2 separate regions of the Rattus norvegicus genome follow, and region 2 is linked to region 1. Evidence: chromatin contacts called from public Hi-C data. All regions are on one chromosome and are shown on one strand. Each heading gives the region's core, a stretch centred on a gene start, on an enhancer-like site or on the middle of the called end of the contact. The rest is flanking DNA. Distances are from core to core; before and after follow the strand shown.

What was found. A called contact is a pair of places that touch in the nucleus more often than the background predicts.
Region 2: a contact with region 1 is called in a Hi-C map of liver, with 6 times the contacts expected there. The contact joins two enhancer-like sites. A contact is called at or near these places in 3 of 12 Hi-C or Micro-C datasets (kidney and liver).

What each region holds. Positions count from the first base shown.
Region 1 is chr17:13,478,600-13,481,578 of GRCr8, forward strand. No RefSeq gene overlaps it. Among named protein-coding and RNA genes, the nearest start is that of Gadd45g, 50 kb to the right of the region's middle. Within about 2 kb of position 1,287, at least 5 of the 93 cell types and tissues checked have an H3K27ac peak or open chromatin away from gene starts, as enhancers often do. A contact at or near this core is called in liver, where this site is marked.
Region 2 is chr17:13,362,289-13,365,267 of GRCr8, forward strand. No RefSeq gene overlaps it. Among named protein-coding and RNA genes, the nearest start is that of Gadd45g, 170 kb to the right of the region's middle. Within about 2 kb of position 1,308, at least 9 of the 93 cell types and tissues checked have an H3K27ac peak or open chromatin away from gene starts, as enhancers often do. A contact at or near this core is called in liver, where this site is marked.

The DNA of each region.
Region 1 (2,979 bases), core at 37-2,536:
AGGCCTTGCTACAAGGCTTCAGGGTAAGGGAAGACTCCCTGGGGCCCAGCTCCCATAGCTCAAGGCCTCATACATCCACCTGCACGAACATAGCAAGATACAGCCTGGGCAGGGGTGTGCAGTGGGGCGGTAGAGGGACACAACTAAAGCTGGCTGCTAAGGAAAGGGGGCCATTAGCCAGTCGAGGAAATCTGCAAACAGTATGAGGAATCAGGCGGGAAAGATGACTGCTCTAGGGCAAGGGTCCCCTGGGGACATGGTGGAAAGTTTGCTTGTCACTCCTCGGCAAGGGCTGGGCTTCAGGAGATAGTAAAGACAGAAATGAACAGGGTGTGTCCCATGGTGGAGGTTGTAACTAGAGTTCAGAGCATGTGGATCTGGACAAGGAAAGCACGTAGGCAAATACAAGGGAGTTGGGCAGTAGATTAGAGGCTGCAATAGCAGGCTGGAGCCAGGAGCACCAAGGAAGCTGTGGGCATCTGGAGAGGCCTCCTAGAACCAGGTGGGAGAGAAGGGAATTAGGAACCAGGAGTGAGCCTGGGGCTGTCTACTGGAGCTGGAGGTAAAAAGGAACCTGGCGAGAATGTTCCTGGATCAGGCCTGGGAGGGTACTTGGCAGTCAGAGTTGGCCCCAGAAAGGAGCTGGAGAATGGCTAGATGGAAAGAGCAACCAAAGATGTGTACAAATGCAGCCCCAGAGTCTGGTCAGGTGGATGTCAGAGGCAAGTTTAGCAGGAAGGTAAAAGCCATTACAGGCATCCCCAAAGACGTACGTCAAAACAAACACTAGAATTCAGTCTCTAAAGGTGCATGCAAAGCTACAGGAAGGTGTGGGAGAGGTGTTCATGACTCTGGTAGATGGAACCTTGTTGGGCAGAGTTCAGAATGTGGACGGCGTTAGAAGGTGGGGGACCCAGAAGCCAGTCACACAGGAAGCATGCGTAGGCTGGGACAGGCAAGAGCTATAAAACAGAGCAGAAAATCACGGGGAAATATTTTAAACCTTCCACAACAAGACGAAGGGCTAATGACGATGCTATATCAAAAGCCTTGTGCAATTAGAGAAAGACGGCTCTGCTAAAAATGTAGGCAAAGCAAAACCTCGCCAGACATTACCTAACTTGGCAGCCACTGGTAAGCCAAGGCTTTACCAACAAAGACAAACTCCAGCGGCTGGAAGAGTGTCCCGCCCCCCCTGGCAAATGACACAGAGACCCACCAGCTCTTGGTCACCAGACAGTTCATCAGCTGACATAACTCCCAGATCTGGGTCAGCCCATACCATGTGTCCCCTGACTCCTCCCTTCTCCGCTGCTGCTAAAATTCCAAAGGCCGCAGCTGCAGGAGGGACACTCATAGTAAACAAGAAATGGACCTTGCTTTTGTTTGGTTCTTCGATTTTGAGTCTGTTGATTGAAGCTATTAGCGTTAGTGTAAGAGATTAAGCAAAGGGGGTTGGGGATTTAACTCAGTGGTAGAGCGCTTGCCTAGCAAGCACAAGGCCCTGGGTTCGGTCCCCAGCTCCGAAAAAAAAAGAAAAGAAAAAAGAGAGAGAGAGAGAGAGAGAGAGAGAGAGAGAGAGAGAGAGAGAGAGAGAGAAAGAGATTAAGCAAAGGAGGGACCCGGGCTGTAACTCAGTTGACCGAGCGCTGTCTACCATCCACAATGCCCTAGATTTGATCCCCCGTATCGAACAAGCAGAACGTGATAGCATTTGCCTGTAATCACAACACAGGCAGTGGAAGCGGGGCAGTGTTGGCCACAGAGTGAGTTTAAAGCAGCATAAGAGGTTATGTGCCCCACGGTACAATAGTTTCTTTTGCTTCACTGGGTCAAATGATAGCATTTACCTTAACATGTCATGGATTTTACTAAGAAGTAAATTTGAATGCACTGTGTAGGAAAAATGCTGGAACTATGTAAGACTCTGTCCAAAATACACACACACACACACACACACACACACACACACACATAAACACACACACACAAACACACCTGCAAGGAACCAAAAACTCTCAACAACAACAAAATAAAATAAATTGGCCAAAAAGACACAAGTTCACCCTACTTATATGAAGATTAAAGTAAACTTTTTCTTTCCCATCTTTAATATTATTTAAATATCGTAAGTTCATCATAAACACATGTGAAAACTGGCACCCCAACGTTCTGAGGGTAGAAGCATCAATTAGCAAACACTATTGGAGAATAACTTTCCCAATAACTTTTTAAAACTGAAAATATGCACATCTTTGGGTTAGCAGTTCTACTTCTAAGACTCTGCTCTAGGGGCTGGAGAGATGGATCGGTGGTTGAAGTGCTTGCTCACAAGCCCAAGGACCAGGGTTCAAATCTCCAGGAGCCATGTGAAAGGAAAAGCATTGGATTAGGAACCCTAAGATCACGTTCTCAGCACAGAGGAGATTGATTTGTCCCAGAAGGACAGAGGGCAGGAATAAGGGGCAAACACAGGACATAGAGGATGAGGGAGAGGGAGTATTTATCTCAGAATAGGTCAAAGGTCGGCTTCTAGATAGAGTGACAGACATGGCCCATAGGCAAATGGTGGTTTATAAAGGTAAAAAGGGAAACCTCATGTTAGGATGAGATGTTTAATTTTGATTGGACATGTTAATTAGGTGAGCCAAAGGGGGCTTTTGATTGCTGGACTTCAATACTTTGATAGCTGGACCTTGGTAGTCAAGTCTCAAAAAGAGGAAGTGGCTATATAAGGAAATAGACCTTGAGGGCTAGTCTTAGGAATGTAATCTAATGGTTTTTTTTATCAAGGCAGAGGGAATGGGGAGAAGGGCAAGGCCTGCCAGAGTTTGCCCACCATGCTCAAGCTGGTCAGAGTCCCATCACCATGTAAATCCCTGGTGAGTGTGAATGGCTGTAATTCAAGCCCCCAAAGAGAGAGACATGGGAGCCTCATGAGAAGTTGGCTAGTGAGACTAGGCATATCAGCGAGCTCTG
Region 2 (2,979 bases), core at 58-2,557, 120 kb before region 1:
ATGACTGGCCCTTTTCTCCTCATCAGAAGCTGACCCTGCCGCTGTGTTTGCGAGCCTCCAGAACCATAAGCCAATATCAACCTTTTCACTTACAAATTGCCCAGCCTGGAGTGTTGTCTAACAGCACCAGAAAATTGACTAAGGGGATAGAGAACCAATGACTGTTCAGTTCTGCGCACACGCACGCGTGCACACACACACACACACACACACACACACACACACACACACACAATCACTCACAGAAGAGGCCCAATGGGAACTGAGCTGAAGGTGTAACTCCACTAGACGAGAATTCTAACCCTTCCAGTAACTCATATTGAAACAGAAACTCAGATCAGCCAAATGTCTCTGGCCCTCACTTTTCTTATCCATCAAATACACTTAGGAAGAATGTCTGTGCCACTGGGAAGTTGGTGGCATAGAGGTTACGGCCTTCACGATGGGTCAATGACATTCTGCAGGCTTTGTTGCTCAGTCTTCTCTGGACACAAACTTTTTTATTTTCTGATGCAAACTGGGCACGAGTTTAAGGGAACATTGACTCAGAAGCCAGTGACAGGCACCTTTCCCCAGGGACCTGACCCCTTTGGAGCTTCCCATGCTCACCCCGTGCCCCCCAAACCATGATGCAATCATGGGAAACCAAGCGCTTTGCCAGTCACACAACGGTCCCTGCTGCCAGCACTAGGTCACTGAAGCCACGGGATCTGGTTTTCCAAGAAGAGGCCAGCCAGGCAGCAGGGGCAAACACTAGGAATGGAAACAGGCAGAAGCTTGTCAGTGTTTTCACACAGGAGAGACAAGGCTGCAAGGCTTGGGGTGCCAAGCTAAACAGACACACAAGCAACCTGCTCCTGCATGCTCCCGACACTTTAGCCCGGCTCAAGGGGGAGAGAGGAGAGAGAGAGAGAGAGAGAGAGAGAGAGAGAGAGAGAGAGAGAGAGAGAGAGAGAGAAATGAATTTCTATCATTCCCTTAGCCTCAGTCCACTTAAGGCCTCGGCTGCAGAGGCATTTCAGGACAGCGCAGCCTCGGGGCAAGGGAGACGTCAGGCAGGGCTGGGGTGGAAGAGTGGGAAAGGGAGAAAGCAAGCATTAATCCGCTAAGAAGCAGGGTAGTCACATCCTTGCTCTTCTTGGATCATCTTTTTTCAAAACCTAAAAACAATGCAATGCAAACCCCAGGGTTGCTACTGCTGCAGACGCCTGTGTTTGATTTCCACCGCTTCTCTAAGGGAACATCAAAGCGCTGACACTGACCTTGCTATTCCTCCTGGGATAGGGTGAGCACCACACACATCCAGGCACACAGCCAGCCACGATTGAAAACAGCATCTCGCTGTCTGCTCCTGCCTACTCCTTCATCCTGCGCTCCTAGGGACTCTACACCCAGAAGGGCATCCAGGACACTCTTCCGGCCTCACAAGCGTACCCCTCCTGCAGTCCCGGCTCTTTGGAGCAAAGCGGCTTCGGCTTCGTGACAGATTGAAAGCGGCACATGAAACGGCCCCTTCAAAGGGAGAGGGTGTCTCTAACGAGCTTTTGAAAGACGCACGGCCTCACCCCACAGAAGGAAGCAGCGGCCACCCAGGCTCTGCAGACGGGCTCTGCACTCAGAGCCACGTTCCCTGAGCTGCTGTTGTAGCAGGAATTCTCAGAAGCGTATCCATCTACCTACCATCCTCCTCAGAGTCCACAGAGGGCAGGAACGGCTGCTACGGGAACTGGGCGCACTTTGGCTCCAGCTCCATTCTAACTGCCACCTTTCAGCTCGGTATCTCTGGGTGTGATCTCATTATAGGTGTGTGTGTGTGTGTGTGTGTGTGTGTGTGTGTGTGTGTGTGTGTGTACAAACACTGTACACTTACGTACACGTGCATGTGGAGGCCCAAAGTGTCCTTCCTCCAGCATCGTCTACCCTGATATTTGAGACAAAGTCTTCGTGTTGTTTTTTGTTTGTTTGTCACATTGACATGAACTACAGTCCTCTGGGCAGGGAGCCTCACCTGAGACGTTGCCTGCCATGGGCTGACCCATGGGCATCAAGCCAGTGGCAGCATTCCCTTGCAGTCGCTGCCTCAAGGCCTTGCCTTGAACTCCTGTTTTGGCTTCCCTGGATGATAGTCTCTACCCTGCAAGCCACATTAAAAAACCCCATCCTCCTCCAAATAGCTTTCAGCCATTGCGTTGTCACAGCAACAGAAACTAAATTACAACGGTCTCTTGCTGGCCTCGACTCACCGAGTAGGCTGCGCTGGTGGACCAGCAAGTTCCAGGAATCGGCTGCCTCTCTTCCTCCCCAATAGTGGGACAGACATAGCAGGTCCTGACACAGCTTGGCTTTCTCAACATGCATTGTAGGGGTTGAATTCAGGCCCTCAATCTCACAAGGAAAGTAATGGTTATATCCCTGGAAACCCCCTGCTATTATCTTCCTGGCCTTATTGTAACTGTGTCTCTTAGGACCTAGGCTGCCCTTAAGCTTGATATGTAACCAAGTATGGCCTTGAACTCCTGATCCTGCTGTCTCTGCCTCCCCTTGGCAGCCACACTGGCAACTCTCATTCACTTGGGAAACCCACCCAGCTGAGTGGTCACCTCAAACCACAGGGAGTGCCAAGCACTTTCACAGCGGCGGAGATGAAAAGGCCTACACCAGATCAAGCATAGCATGCGGTCCAATGGGAGAGCGTGTGCCTAACGAAGATTGTCACAGAGCACTGCCTTGTTCAGAGGCCCATCGCAGAGTTGGCAAAGGGAACCTCTCTTTCCATATTTGGCCAGACCTGCGGTTGACAGAACACATGCTACTATTTTGAAATAAATAGGGTGTTATTTTGGTATGTCTGTCATTGGTCTTCTGTTCCATGGCTGATATCAAACGCTCCTAAATGCCCATGTAGAAATATTAAGTCAAATACTGGTGATTTAGGAATGCAGTTCTTCATCTGTTGCCGTTGAAGGCAGATGTGTTCTC